Regions from separate parts of the Mus musculus genome. Here regions 2, 3, 4 and 5 are each linked to region 1. A link is a contact called in public promoter capture Hi-C data. All regions are on one chromosome and are shown on one strand. The core of a region is the stretch at or near the end of the contact, and the rest is flanking DNA. Distances in the headings are between cores, read along the strand shown.

Region 1 (3,087 bases), core at 161-2,660:
CTTTTGAATGCCCTTAGGCGGTCTGAACAGATTCCAGACCTAACACCAAAGCAGGAGACCTGTTGATTTATTATTTAGTTGGGACACTGTAATAATTCTGGTTGTCCTGAAACTATGTAGACCAGGCTGGCTTTGAACTCATAGATATCTGCCTACCTGTCTCTCACCAGTGCTAGGATTAAAGGCTGTATCTTAGGCATTCTTAACCATCTCTCTGGGCCATCTCTCCAGCCACCTGTGTACCTATTTCATATACCTAAGGCCACACAAAGCTTTCTCAGGTGAGTGTGGTCAGGCACAGAGGTCTTACAGCTCTGAGTCAGTTTGTGAATTGGCAATCTATCTGTGTTTTTTGTGGATTCCTAAGTGACTCCAATGTGTTGTTTGGGGACCCGTGCTTTAGGCCCTTTAGTAAGAAAACAGATCCACCTGTCACGCTAGCAGCTGTTGACACTCGAATACCTTGAAATTGGGCCCAGGAGGCAAGGTAAGGTTCACCATCTCTCCTGGGGTGTATTACAGCCTTACAGGTGCATCCAATTAAAATTAAACGTTTCATAACGCCTAGTGATGGGAGGGTATATATAAACAGTAATGAAGAGCAGAGTTTAGAATCAAAATCAGGCGGGTACTCATATTCCCAACCAATCCAACAAAACAAAGGAAGTGACCTTGGGACACTTTTGGGAAGTGTGACATCTCAAGGGTACTGGGTTATCAGAAGCTTCTTAAGGTAACAGAAACCACAGACCCAGAAAGTACCGAATGAAAACCACAAGCCTTGGTTTCTGTCCGAGTTTGAAAAGGAACCGAAGAGAAGTCCGTGACGCACAGAGTTAAGCCTTCCCTGCCCTGCCCCTCCACCAAGCCAAGGCGCAGCATGAAGCAAGTCGGGAGGGAAGGATGCGAGAAAGATGGGGTGACAGTCTAGCTAAGACGAGGCTTAGCTCCCAGGACGTCCAGTAGTCCCCAGTGTCCTGTTCAAGCTGGTTCCAGGTGGCTTGGCTAGAGCCCGGCGAGGGCGTGTCGCCGCCCCTTGAACTCGGGGAGGAGGGGCTTGGCCGGCTCAGCTATTGCCCCAGACCCAGAGAGCGAGCAAGGGGGCGCTGCCAGGTCCCGACAGTCTGGGTTGCCCCCAGCCGCGGCCCCTCCCCAGGCCCGCTCACCCAATGACGTAAGCCAGGATGAGCAGCTGCACCACGCGGTTCATGAGCCCCACTTTACGGCTGCGGATGAGCACGATGCGCGGCGTGTCGTACTCGAACAGGAAAGCCCGGAGCACGGAGCAGCAGCCTGCCATGGCTCCGCCGCCCGCTGCTCCGCGTCGTGGCCACCGCGGGTCGCCTTGTCGCTGCCACCACCACCACCGGGTCCGGGCAGCAGCCCCGCCCAGCAGCTCGGCCCGGAAATAGGCGGCGCGCGACCTGAGGAGCGCGTCTCCTCCCCCTCTGCCACCCCAGGGTGACGCCCCAACTCGTGACCCTCTCAAAGGGACGATCTAAAAAGCAAGAGTGGTATAGCACTAAGGGACGAATTACCTCTGGAGCAGGGAGCAAGGTCAGCTCCCGGAGGGACAAGGATAATGACGCCCTCAGGCCTAGGATTGAAAGGCAGACAGTTGAGTTCTGTTGCAAAGGACAGCTCTGCGGTTCAGATATAGGATAACGAGCCGTGCGCCAGGGGAACTTGGATAGGAGTTACATTCCTAGAGGACCCGAGTGCTGAAGAGTCAGTCCCCTGACTGAAGGAGGCAAACTTGATCTGGATGTAGTGGAGGGAGCCCCGCTGTGCTGCTTTATGAAACTATAGGGTGGGTGAATAAGTACCTGGTGTACTAGGATGTCTGCAGAAGTCAGCCACAAATGCCACCATATACCCCTCTTAGGCCTGAAGCCGATCCATGTCCCTACCCCTAGTCAGATAACTGTCGTAGTTGCACCTGAGAGGAGGCAACAGCCAGCACCTGGGGGGTGGGGGGGGGTCCCTGTAGCCATCTTGCTATTGAGAATGGCTTACCGCAAGCTTAGGGAGAATTGGAAAAATTCAAGCCCGTGGGGAGACACCATTGTTAAGGTCACATATATCCATTCCCTTCCGAAGTTTTTTTAATAGGCGTTTTATATTAAGTGTAACAGATACATCCAAGTACCCTTATACCAGGTACTGTCCAGCAAGCATAGTGAGAGCATCTCAGCCCTGTGCAGTATAAATATAGCAGGTAATATACACAAGGCTTGAGGTTCTAATCAGACTCCTCGCGGTTCTTTTCATTTTCTGCTCCATGCATCTTTTATTTCATCTGAGTTAGCTTCAGCTTCTGGTCACTTGGCTCCATGGATCTGAGAGAGCATGGTGGACCTTACAGAAAGGCATGGGGACAAGGTGTGTCTTTCCACCACCAGGTCCCAGGGAATTAGTTATTCCAGCTGGCTTCACCTCCTTTGTACCGCCTCCCAATGCTAAGATAAGATTTGCCGTTATGTCATAGCTCCCAATGTTAAGGTCTCTCAGCATCCAGTCCCCTCTCAGCATTATCTCCCACGTAGGGAAGAAGCCTTCAACACATGAAGGTTTGGGAAGAACTCTTCATACACAAGTCATAGTGCCCTGTTACCAGCGACTCATCACGGGATTTGAATGATTTTGAGTTTTAATCTAAGGCCTAGTGGGAAAACATGCCAGCCTGGTGTGGTGGCACATGCCTGTTATCCCAGCAGTCCGAAAGCAGAGCTGGGAGGATTGGCACAAGTTCAAAGCCAGCCTGGTTTATATACCTAGTTCTAACTATAGAGTGAGACCTTGTTTCCGTCTATAGTCAGTGAGTAGGATAGATGCTGCCAAATTTGACAACCTGAGTTTAATCCCTAGAACATAAGTGGTGGAAAAAAAGAGAACAAACTCCCACGATTGTCCTCCAGCGTGTGCGTGCCCCCCTCCTAGTACATTGTTTGAGAAAATTCTGAGACAAAAGAATAAATATAAGCCATGTGATATTTCCTTAATTCTTCTTGACCACTACTCTCTATGTCTTACTGGGTCATCATCCTGAGTTTCTCACACGCAGGACAAAGGCTCTGGCGTGACATC
Region 2 (2,700 bases), core at 142-2,641, 600 kb after region 1:
TGAAGGAACTATATTAAAGGGTCGAGGCATTAGGAAGGTTGAGAGCTACTGCACTAGATAGTTCTAGATGATTCTCAGAGGATGAAGAATAGAATGCCTGAGGAGAAGGTGGGGACAGGGGCGACTCCTTGATGGGTTACCCCACATGGAGTAGGGTTGGATACAGTGGATGAGGGCAACTCCCATCTTCTCCTACTGGTTCTCGTCTGTCTGAGCAGGATGACATCATCAACTTGCGGTCACAGCAGCAGACCTCCCATGAGGGCACCCGGAGCATCCTGAAACAGATGGAGGTGAGCTGAGAAGGGGAGGGGGGAGGGGGAGGGGAAGAGACAGGGACAAGGAGCATCCTGCATGTGTCCGTCATCTGTCAGATGGCCTGTTCAGACACAACCACAGAACCCTTGTCTGTAAGCTCTGTTTATTGTACAGGTGCTCGGAGGTCCAACCTAAGCCTGGGACTGCACTTCCATTCTGATGCATCTCTGCCTCAGTTTCTCCTTTTGTCTCCCCCTTGGCTCAGTTCCACTGTTTTTCACTAACGACCACAAACCAACAGTCTGTCTTCTATTCTTTCTCCTCCCCTCTCCCTTTCTGTCTATGCTGGGAATCAAACCCAGGGCCTCCAGTATGTTAGTTCTGTACTGCACCACTGAACCAAGCCTACATCCTGCATGCAAATGCGTCCTGGGCTAGGCACTAGTCAGTAGATGCCAGGCTATGTCCACTCCTCTGGCCCCATCTCCCTTCACCACCTTCAGGAGAAGGTGTTATACTCTTTCCATTTTTTTTTTCAGGGAGCAAACAGAGGCTGGCAGAGGCAAACAGTACAATCAACTCTAGGGAGCCGAGTTGTGGGTTTTTTTTTTTTTTTTGGACATGGTCTCACTATGCAGCCTTGGTGTCTAGAATTCACTATGTAGCCCAGGCTGGCCTCAAACTCACAGCAATCCTCCTTCCTTTGGCTCCCCAGTATTGGGTTTGAAGGTTTCTTCCTGCCTCCCCCGCCCCCCAGACACCCTGGGAGCCCGAGCAAGCTAGAAGCTTATTTTTTGTTAAATAAGCTGAAAATTGGCACTTTCAGGATTGGGGGAGGGAGTGTCTTTGTGATGTCATCTACCACCCAGGCTCTTCTTGGTGTGTGGTTTCCATCCCAAGGATGCCTGGTGGTACCACGGCTCCCAGGAAGAAGGTTGGAGAGTGTGGAGAAGGCCACACTGGCTGAGGCAGGAAGCCCCAGTTGCTTCTCAGGACACTTGAATAATGACTCTTTATGGGGTTTGTGTGCTCGTCACACTGCCATCCCAGGGCAAACAGGTTCTCCGGTGACAGTATCTGGGCAATGAACAGCCAATGCTCAGCAAGATGTGAATCCCGCCCCTGACTGGCTGGGTGTGGTGCACACATCTTTGATTCGCATACTTAGGAGGCTGAGGCAGCAGGATCTGGAGTTAAAGGGTAGCCTGGGCTTTTCCTGTTCAGAATCATAGCTCCTTCCCCTGAGCGATTTTTATTTGTTCCTTGGGGCTCATTTTCGTCCTTCACCCTGACCAGGCTGGTGGTGCTATTCGTGGCTCTACCGCGGAGGGACAGCAAAGCCCAGGAAGAGCCTAGGAAACTCAGAGCCAAGGGGTGTCGGGAAGGGAAGCCGTTGTGATTCAGGCTGGTCTCCGCAGGTGGTCTCCAGCCTAGATCCACAGGCTCTACTTGGGGGCCACCTAGAACTCCCGACTCTTCCCTGGGTTTGGGATCAACAGTGTTCATCAGGGTCTCCTCTGCCTGGCTCTGTCTTTATTGTTTTATGCCTTCACTGGACTGTGGTGCTAGCTAGGATAGCATTGTGTCTGCGCGCATGCGCGTGCGCATGCCCACGTATCCCCCTCCGAAATACAAATACCCCAAGGAGGAGACTTCATCCAAGGAGCTATGGGTTCTCAGATACGTCCCACCCTGCTAAGGGCTGTCCCCAACTTCCTGCTTAGAACCCTCTCCACCCCTGGCTCTTCACCATCTCCTCTCTCTCCAGGAGTCCGGGTTCGGCACTCTGAGGAATCACTTAGTTTTGATACAGGGTCTCATGTACCCCAGGCTGGTCCCAAACTCACTACATAGACAAGGATGACCCTGGGCTCGCGTCCCTCCTTGCCCCCATCCCCAGAGTGCAAGATTTACAGGCATGCATACCACTCCTGGTTTGCGCAAGCACTCCACGCAAGGAACCCCCATCCTTAGCTGTCTGTTTTTTTCTTAAATTTGTTTGATGCTGTCAGGAAGCTCATTCCTTGGATGGCACACCGCCTGCCCCCGCCCCCCCGTCACTTGCACAAAAAGTCCCTCAGCCTCAGGCTGGGCCTGGTGTCTGTCTGTCCCCCAGGAGAAACTGAGAAAGACCACGCAGGAAGCGGACATTTATGAGACCAAATACAAGGAGATGAGCAAGACCCTGGAGTATCTCAAGAACTCGGTGGAGAAGATGTTTAAGAAGATCAACTGCGATGCCACTGAGATCCTGGGCAAGCTGGGCGAGTCCGGGAAGGTCACGGACATCAATCTGCAGCAGTATTTTGGTGAGCCTAGTACCTCTTAGGCACTCTTGCCTGCACGGTCTGTGACCAGGCACAAGAACGCTTTCTTGGTTGGTAGTGAGCACAGCCATGGTGCGGCCTGCCTTGGTTTGAATTCTGAGCCTTCACTTACTAG
Region 3 (2,949 bases), core at 82-2,581, 580 kb after region 1:
AAGGGTCTTGTAGGATGTAGACAGTTGCTTGGGTTTGAATGACTCGTAATTAACAGACTCGGGAAGTTCTGAGACGACTCTACCGTGGGTCAGAACTGTGACTCAGAGTCCACTCTTTTGGCTTCTAATAAAAGTCCTGAAGTTGCAGCTCCAGGTTTTCCCAGGGGCCGATGACCGGGGAGGGGTGCCCTATACTTACCCTATACCCGCAGTCACTATCTGAGGAGCTAGCCAACATTGTAGACCATCAGCCACTGGTCTCCCTTAGGCTTGCAACAGGGCTGCCAGCAACCAACAGAGGCAGCATATCTCCTATTTCCTTTTCAGCGACAGCAAAGCACCTTCCTCTTCTCTAACCTTGGGCTGTGGGAAGCTCCTCTGGTGCCTTTGAGACCACGACCAGTAATTATAAGCCCACCCCTGTGGCAGACTCCAGGAAATAATGCACCCCACCCCCGCTGTTGCCCCCAGACATGGTTTCTCTGTGTAGCTCTGGGTGTCCTGGAACTCAACTCTGTAGACCAGGCTGGCCTTGAACTCAGAGATCTGCCTGTCTCCGCTTTCCGAGTGCTGGGATTAAAGGCATCGATAGATCCACTGCCTGGCACCAGTTAGTCTCTTAACGTTCCTAGTCCAAGCATTGACTGGGAAGGATGGGCTGATTTGGGTATCTGACCGCCGTGGAGACTGTCTTGCTGTGTGTGCTGGTTCCATTTGTTTACCGCTGGCAGCTTTGTTTGCTCTAGGCTACACTGGGGGCGCACGCGAGGGGCCGTGGCGGGGGTGGGGGGGTGGGGGTGGGGTGGGGCTCGTTCTTCTTGGCAAGAGGGCCGAGTTCTGCACCCAGGAAGAACCGCGATGGGAAACCTTCGCCAGAGAGGCATGTTTCTAACCACTGCCCACCCAGTGGCAGACAGTGGAGAGCAGCCGAAACAGCAGGACCCGAGGGCAACTTCCAGATGGTGAAGGGCGGACCGGGGTAAAGTCATTGCCTAACCTGCCCCAGGTTTAATCTCCAAACTCTGAAAACAAGTCGTTTTAGGTCACTGTGTAACAGAAAGGAGGTATTTAATGGTGAAGCGAGAGGAAAGAGAGTAGTAACCCAGGGAGGGAGGGAATGGAAGCTGGCTTGGTGGCCAAGGTGGCCAAGGTGTTTGACACAGGGCAGCTGAGGGTAGCCCAGGAATGCGTTGCCCTGTCCCCTCTGGTAAAATGCGGGTTCTCCGTGGGTCCGGTTGTCTCGGCTGTCCTTAGAGAACGCGAGTCGCCGCTGTCACAAAGGCGCGGGTTCCAGGGCGGAGAACGCGGGGTGCGGAGCTGGCTGCCACTTAGACACACGAGCCGCCACTACCGGGAGCCGCGGGAGCCGTGGGTGGTAAGTTAGGGTACACACAGCGCCCCCTGCCGGGGATGAGCAGAGGTGAGGCAGGAACCAGCCACTGCCACCATAAACGCTCCCCAAACTCAAAGAGCTATATGTGCTCTCAAGCGACTGTGTATTTATTTATTACGTATCCATTCACTTACAGCACAGACTGACCTTGAAGTAAAGCTACAGCCAAAGATCTTGACCTCATGATCTTCCTGTTTCCACCTCCCGCGTCACTCAGGCCAGCACCACCACGCCCACCTTTTGTTTTCTTTTTAAAACAAATTGATCACGTCGTGAGGGTGGCTGAACCACAGCTCAGTTCCCCACAACACTAAGCACACAGTAGGCGCTTGTTTGTATGCCAAATCGACTTAGACATTCACACTGCCACAACTCTCATGATTTATAAGTCCCCAGAAATTTCATTTCAAATTGTCTCATGAAAAGTTCTTCCTGTCTGGTGTGATAGGACGCGATCCAGTGACATCTTCTGGTCTGGCTAAGCCTTGAGGTTTTGGTGTTTATGGTTTCTCTCCCCATGCTAGTATGATTCATAGAGCCCCATGGAACTGGCTGACCTAGATTCCCCAGGTTAAAATTCAGTTACTAAATTCTCTCCAGTGTACAACAGGAATTACTGGTCCACGGAAGTGGGAGGGGATTATGCAGATTAGGGGAGGGCGTGGCCCTCCCCACTGTCTAGATGGGGAACTGAGGCTCCAGAGAGCAGCACAGATGTACCTGAGGTCCGTTAGAGGCTGGGCAAGAATGTGAATGGAGAACCTGGAATTCCACATAGGACCTCGCAGTTTCTGGGACACAGTGGGCCTAACAACCCTTTGGGGCTTGTCTGCTAATGTCCCCACTCCTAAGTGCCTCTGGGCAGGTAGCATTCAAGTTCTGATATGATAAAATGTTCCTCTGGGTTGCTGGTTGCTGGTTCCTGATCCTAGAAGTGGGGTATGGGTGGGGTAATCACAGCGTAGGCAGGGTTTCAACTCTGTTGTGTGTGTGGGTGTGGGATAGGTATGTATCAGTGGGTAGTGCTGGCCTAGCCTGCATGAAGTACCGGATATGGTAGCACATGCCTCTAATCCCAGCACTTTGGAGGTGGAGGCAGGAGGATCAGGAGATCAAGGCCAGCCTTGGCAGCATACTGAGTTTGAGGCCAGCCTCGACTACAGGAGACTCTGTCCCAAAGTCAAAAAAACCAAAACAGCTCCATCAGGTTGATCATCAGAGGCCTCTGTGCCCCTTTCCTTTAGAGATGTGAGGAGAAGGGTAAGTGACAGGCTGGAGCCATCTGCCCAGGTCCTAATAATAAACTGGGGAGCGGAAGAAGTTCCGGTGCGATCGGATCTTGGGGGGAGGGGCTCTTGTTACACCCGGCGCCATCTGCTGTGTCCCCTTGTATGCCAAGCTGTGGGTGGAAGGGGACTATGGGAGGGAGGAGAGGCGCATGGGTCCTCACTGCCAGCAGGGTGGCCCACTTCCTTTTTCCTCTCTCATTCTGGGCAGGACATTGCAGACAGAGGAGACAAAGAGAGACGGAGAAAGAGGTGGGCTTGCTGGCTTTG
Region 4 (2,897 bases), core at 79-2,578, 640 kb before region 1:
ATCAGGGAGCAGGGAGTTTTCAACAAGTCTGACCCAACCTGGTGGTGGACTACTGGCGCCTCAGGCCTGGCCTCTGGGGCCGCCTCGGTGTCAGATCCCGACGAGGGCCGAGAAAATGTTCCATCCTACTAATTATAACGAGGCCACGCCGGGCAGGATCTAATTTGAGCTTGAAAAACACGCACGGCCCACACCGAATCTCGCGGTCTCCTCCTCCCCCAGTGCAGAGAACAAAAACAACGGTCGCTCGTTCTCTCCGCAAAACAAACACCAGCTCCAGCAAGAAGGAGGCAAGACACGGCCCAGGACTTGGCTTCTGGATGCAAACATCGCGCTCCCCGAGCTTCGGGTGCCGCGCGGAGCGCGTGGGAGCCGTGGGTGCTCCGCGCCCCGGCCGCGCCACCGCCTTCCTAGCGCTCGCCCCCATCTTCCTTCCTCGCCCGGAGCCCTCGCTCCAGGCTGCCCAAAGCGCTAAATTTAAACGGCTCGCGCTCTGCAAACTCCGCAGACTCGAGGGCGCCGAGGCCTGGGAGGCGGGGAGCTGCGGGCGGGTCGGGGCGTAGGATGTGTGTGTGTATGTGTGTGTGTGTGTGTTGGGGGGGGGGGACACCGGCGCCGCGCCGCCCCGGGAGGAGACGGCGGCCCGCTCCGCGCTGCACAATGGAGCTCGCGCTCTGCCCGCCGCCGCCGGCATCACGGCCCCGGCGCGCGGGAAGCCGCTTTCATGTGACTTGCACAAAAAAACGAAATGGCTTCTGGGGCCGGCTGCGAACCCCCCTCTCCCGAGAGCCGAGCTCCGAGCTCCGGGCTCCTGCCGCCGCCGCCGCCGCTCTCGCCGCCGCCGCGCCAGGTGGGTGACCGGCGCCAAGCACACCTGGGCAGCGGACGCAGCCCCCGCGGGGCGCAGGTGACCCCGGCCGCGCGCCCTCGCCAACTCCGGGCCCGGGGCCGCTGCGCCCCGCCGCTCTACGCGCTGGGTCCGGGCTTGCTGGCGGCCGCGACGCGGTGCAGCGAGCCGGGGCGAGCGAGAGAGCGAGCAGGCGCCTCGGCTTACCATTTGCGCACTTTCTCGATAGCCGCCATGACCCTCTTGATATCATCTTTGGCCCGGCTCCTGGTCTCGGCTCGAACCGACCTGCCCGACATGGTTCTGGCGGGGAGGGAGAGAGAGAGGAAAGAGAGAGAGAGAGGGAGGCTGGGGGAGCGCGCCCGCCGGGTCCTGCTCGCCACACTCGCCCGCTCTCTCACTCGCGCACAGACACACACTCACACACATACGCGCACACACAAAGCCTGGTGCCGCCGCGCGCCCGGGGCCCAGTGCGCAAGCGCCGGGGCGGCAGCTGCACAGAGCGAGGGGGAGCGGCGCGGCCGCCAGCAGTGCGGCCTCCGGGTGCCGCCGCCCTCCCCGGGGAGCCTCGGGGACCTCACTCTGGGAAAGCTCTCCCGGGTAACCCCGACCTCCCAGCACGCGGGACGGGCCCGCGCCAGGACTCACCCAGAGGCCGCAGGTGCGATGGGGGGCCCCTCCCCCCCCCAAGACACACACCCTGGGGATGGCAGACTGCAGGCCGTGGGTGCTCTGGCTCGGGTTGGTGGCCGCGGGCGCGATCGTGCAAGTTTCTTGTCGGGCGTTTGAGTTCTCAAGAGTTGGAGGCGGCGGTTCGGGACGCGAGGTGATCTTAGAAAGAGTTGAGGCGCCGGTCTCTGGCCAGCTGCCCTGTTAAAATGTGCGAGCTAGAACGTCTCCTCCCCATGCTTAAACTAGAGTCGTAGGAAAGGTGCCCGAACCCGGTGGCAATTGACATTGTCTCTGGGCTTTCTTTCCCTTAGAGATAAGTTGTCCCAGTCACGGATCAACCTCCCTGGGGTTTGACCGAAAATGACAATTTAATCTTAAACGGCTCCTGGTGGAAGTGCAGTGTAATGACCCGGAGCAGCAGGTAAACTAGACTGGCCCAACACAGAAGGACTTATGAGAGGCTGTCTCCCTACCCTAGGACAGAGCTGGGTGACAGGATCTACCGCGGTCACCCAGTATAGGGACAGGTGGGTGTGCAGTTGCGGCTACACAGACTGGACCAGAGCGAATGCTTGTCCACGTGAATGCTGGGAAAAGAGATGACCTGAAGTGAGAGAGCTGCTACCTGGAGAGGAACTAGCGCAACATCAGTCATTTCACAGATGGACAAACTGAGTCAAGGAGTTATTGAAGGTTGCAGCAGTGACCTTCATCTGTGACTGCCATGATTCTAGTACCAAGCATCTCCCCCTGAAGTCTGGGGGGGTTGCAGGGGTTTGGTAGAGGGAGCTAGTGGGGAAATGGGTGTGAGAATCTGGGGAAATTTCCCCCAGGCTTCTTTTAACCACTTTAAACGCACGGTCCTAAAGCGAAAATTTAAAAATAAGAACAACAATCAGATGTGGTAGCCCACTCCTTTAATTCCAGGCAGAAGCAGGTAGAGATCTGTGGTTCAAGACCAACCTGGTTTATGTAGGTAGTTCCAGGACTACATAGTGAGGCCCTGTCTTAAAACAAAACAAAACAAAAAAACAACCCAAACCAAAACAAACAAAAGCAAAAAACCAACAACAACAACAAAACAATGGAGCCAGGCAGTGGTGGTACACACCTTTAATCCCAGCACTTGGGAAGCAGAAGCAGGCCGATTCTATGTATTCAAGACTCAAAGCCAGTCTGGTCTACATAGTAGTGAGTTCTAGGACAGCCAGGGCCACAAAAAGAAAACCCTGTCTCAAAACAAAATAACACACCCCACAAATATGTCAAAGAATCGTTCTGTGATGGATTGAAAAATGTGCCATAAATCCGAAGTCTCATGCATTTGACCCTCTGTATTTGATCATCAGATATGTGCTTGGACCCCAGGGAATTC
Region 5 (2,745 bases), core at 21-2,520, 520 kb before region 1:
CACAGCACACATACAAGATAGTACCTTTCAGGCACATGGTCAGCACCTACCTGGCCTGTAGAACCTCTATATGACACCGTCATCTGGCACCCATCACCCAGATGTCATTGTGCCCAGCAATGAGTGTGATTTAGCCTCCCCTTCCTCTATACACTGACTTGGGGTTTTATGAAAAATATATCTGCTTAGGAGGTAAACAGATCACAGAGCCAACCATTCCCCCTTCCTAACTGGGCAAGCATTGGCTCCACTCTGGCCCTGTTTCCCCTTTTACAGTAAAGACAATGTGCTTAATCTGGCTCCACTTAAAAGAGCAATTAGCAGAGGTGAGGGTTTTCTTAAAATCCAGAGTCTTTTCCCTATCCCAATTAGAGTCTGCATTTCATTTTTACTTTTCTTTTTTGTTTTTTTTTTTTTTTTTTTTTTTTGGTTTTTTTTTGAGACAAGGTCTAATATAACCCAGGACAGCCTCGAGCTTACTATGTAGGCAAGAATAACCCTCAAGTCCTGATCCCCCTGCCTCCACTCTCTAAACGCTGGGCTTAAATAGGGATGCCTCCCCTGGCTACAACGTGCATTTTAACAAGATGCCCAATTAATTCTCCCAGTTGACATTTATAAAGTCCTAAAGAAAAGCGGGTGGCGAGGCCAAACCTGGTAATGTCACCTACAGAAAGTGACAGTAGCGATTATCACTATGCCTCAGCAAATAGTCTATCCTTGCGACCGAGGCAGTTTCACTAAGGCCTATATCATGGTTGCACAGGCCCGCGATTCCCGCACTCAGAAAGATGAAGCAGGAGGATCACGAGTTCGAAGCCAGCTTAGGGGCTGCGTTAAAAACAAACAAACAAAAAACTTTAAAATGCAAAGTTAATGCTTCCGAAAATGAAAATTAATCCCACGTAAAGAAAAAATGCTTAAAGGGGCGTGTGGCACGCAGCAAAGACCCCCTCTAGGACACTGCTTGGCAGCGACCCCGAGCCTCGTCCGCAGGCCTCCCCGCCACACTCACGCTCTCCAGGACGTCGTAATTAGCCTTGATCTCCGCCTCGATCTCCTCCTTGCGTCGCATCAGATCCTGGATGTCGCTGACCGCGGCCGCACGGGCCTCGGAGGACTCTGCCCGGTGCGGAACGTCTTCACCCGACATCGCGGACCTCAAGCTAGAGTTCTGGGTTTCCCGGCTACGGACGCCAGCCGAGGCTGAGGCTACGGGTCCTCCCCGGGGCCAAAACAGCTCAGCCAACGCGCAAGTACGGAAACAGATGAAGGGTGGAGCTTGGAAGTGGGCGGGGTCACCGGCTAGATAGACCACGTGGTTTTCAGATGACCCGGTAGAGATAAATAGGCCCATAGAGGACATAGGTATTTACTCCCACTTTATCCTGACTCATTTCCACTTTTCTTGTTCATTCCTTTCTTTTTCATTCTGTCCCCGTCCCTCCATCCGTCCGTTTCCCCACCCCCCCACCCCACCCCGTTTTTCAAGACAGGGTTTCTCTGTGTATCCCTGGCTGTCCTGGAACTCACTCTGTAGACCAGGCTGGCCTCAAACTCAGAAATCCTCCTGCCTCTGCTCCCAAGTGCTGGGATTAAAGCCACCACATCTGGCTTACACTTTTTTTCATTCACTCATCTGAAGGCTGAGTAAACTGGATACCAGCTGTATAAATGTAAGAGGATCCAGTCTTGCCAACCTTGACACTTCAGTTCTTAACATCTACGAAGCCCCTGAGTGTTTGAAAGAGGCTTTCAAGCGATTTGTTTTTTGTTTTCTGTTTCTTTTCTTTTTCTTTTTCCAGACAAGATTTACTGCATCTCAGGCAGGCCTCTAACTCATTGTGTAGATGAAGGCGACCTTGAAGCTCTCCCCAAGTTTTTAGAATATTCTATTTCTTATTGTCATGATCACAGACACCCTCTAACCCCCCACTCCCATTCTATCCATTTCGCACCTCCCTCAACCTATCCTCATCAAAACTTCAAGACCTTTTTTTTTTTCCTTCTTTATAACCTAGTGTGCCCAGTGCCTTTGAGCATCTGATACTCCATCTGCTCCCTCCACAGGCAGGGATTACAGGCATGTACCACCAGGTATGGTTTATGAAATATTGGGGATCAGGAACACTCTACCAACTCAGCTATATCCCCAGCCACTTTCGGGCTGGGGATCCTCATGGTACAACCTATGTTCAAAGTTGGACCATTAACACCGACTATATATATTCCATGTGACCTTAAATAATTTCACCTTCTGCTCTCTGACCTTATTGTGTGACACTAACAGTAATATCTCTCGCTCTTTTTTTTCATTTTTATTTACTAATTTATTCCCTTTGGATCCTGATCAGAGTACACACACCCTAGCAACGTGTCTCTTAAGGGTGTCCAAGTATTTATTGACTTTCACCTCTGTCACGAGGTGCTGGTGTAACAGGCCCCCAGACCTTAGTACAACCGACTCCATAAAGAAAGTACCACTCAGGCTGGAAAACACAGCACACAGACAGCACCACCTGCCAAAACTAAAACAAAGCCGGAAGCCATCCAAGTCCACAGCTGTGGGAAAGTCTCTCCATGCACGAACCTTGCTTTTTGGCTTCAGTGGTTGTGCTCCTGGCTAATTGCTCTTGTGAACTAAGGTATATCACCCCAGGACCCGGTTTTTGTGCTCAAAAAGCTTACCCTGAAAAAGGCTCAGTGCTCCACTGGGGTCCCAAACACTTAGTGTTGTACTGGCTC

What was found. Promoter capture Hi-C pulls out the DNA fragments that hold promoters and counts their contacts. Capture Hi-C pulls out chosen DNA fragments and counts their contacts.
Region 2: a contact with region 1 is called in a promoter capture Hi-C map of embryonic stem cells, with 2.6 times the contacts expected there. The contact joins the enhancer-like site here to the promoter of P2rx4 in region 1. A contact is called at or near these places in 8 of 39 promoter capture datasets (the 3T3-L1 cell line, the C10 cell line, embryonic stem cells and 4 more), 3 of 115 datasets of contacts at active chromatin or transcription factors (the 230-238 cell line, bone marrow-derived dendritic cells and embryonic forebrain) and 2 of 9 other capture datasets (embryonic stem cells and pancreatic islet).
Region 3: a promoter capture Hi-C map of liver shows a contact between it and region 1, with 2.3 times the contacts expected there. The contact joins the promoter of Ccdc63 here to the promoter of P2rx4 in region 1. A contact is called at or near these places in 5 of 39 promoter capture datasets (the C10 cell line, frontonasal cranial neural crest, hippocampal neurons and 1 more), 1 of 484 Hi-C or Micro-C datasets (cortical neurons), 3 of 115 datasets of contacts at active chromatin or transcription factors (the SCID.adh cell line, memory CD8 T cells and pancreatic cancer cells) and 2 of 9 other capture datasets (adipose tissue and liver).
Region 4: a promoter capture Hi-C map of neutrophils shows a contact between it and region 1, with 2.2 times the contacts expected there. The contact joins the promoter of Bcl7a here to the promoter of P2rx4 in region 1. A contact is called at or near these places in 1 of 39 promoter capture datasets (neutrophils) and 1 of 115 datasets of contacts at active chromatin or transcription factors (pancreatic cancer cells).
Region 5: a contact with region 1 is called in a promoter capture Hi-C map of liver, with 2.7 times the contacts expected there. The contact joins the promoter of Psmd9 here to the promoter of P2rx4 in region 1. A contact is called at or near these places in 2 of 39 promoter capture datasets (liver and stem cell-derived epiblast-like cells) and 1 of 115 datasets of contacts at active chromatin or transcription factors (pancreatic cancer cells).

What each region holds. Positions count from the first base shown.
Region 1 is chr5:122,705,867-122,708,953 of GRCm38.p6, reverse strand. P2rx4 (purinergic receptor P2X, ligand-gated ion channel 4) reads right to left here and starts at 1,410. Exons shown (of 12, transcript NM_011026.3): 1 at 1,167-1,410. The coding sequence starts at 1,300.
Region 2 is chr5:122,110,727-122,113,426 of GRCm38.p6, reverse strand. It overlaps Ccdc63 (coiled-coil domain containing 63), which reads left to right. Exons shown (of 12, transcript NM_001384199.1): 9 at 219-293; 10 at 2,375-2,567. It also overlaps a transcript of Myl2 not described here. Among named protein-coding and RNA genes, the nearest start is that of Myl2, 11 kb to the right of the region's middle. Within about 2 kb of position 1,391, at least 19 of the 459 cell types and tissues checked have an H3K27ac peak or open chromatin away from gene starts, as enhancers often do. A contact at or near this core is called in embryonic stem cells, where this site is marked.
Region 3 is chr5:122,130,347-122,133,295 of GRCm38.p6, reverse strand. It overlaps Ccdc63 (coiled-coil domain containing 63), which reads left to right and starts at 1,331. Exons shown (of 12, transcript NM_001384199.1): 1 at 1,331-1,375; 2 at 2,891-2,949.
Region 4 is chr5:123,342,879-123,345,775 of GRCm38.p6, reverse strand. Bcl7a (B cell CLL/lymphoma 7A) reads right to left here and starts at 1,328. Exons shown (of 6, transcript NM_029850.3): 1 at 1,055-1,328. The coding sequence starts at 1,146. It overlaps Gm15860 (predicted gene 15860), which reads left to right and starts at 634. Exons shown (of 2, transcript NR_165267.1): 1 at 634-850.
Region 5 is chr5:123,226,715-123,229,459 of GRCm38.p6, reverse strand. It overlaps Psmd9 (proteasome (prosome, macropain) 26S subunit, non-ATPase, 9), which reads right to left and starts at 1,270. Exons shown (of 6, transcript NM_026000.2): 1 at 1,016-1,270. The coding sequence starts at 1,153.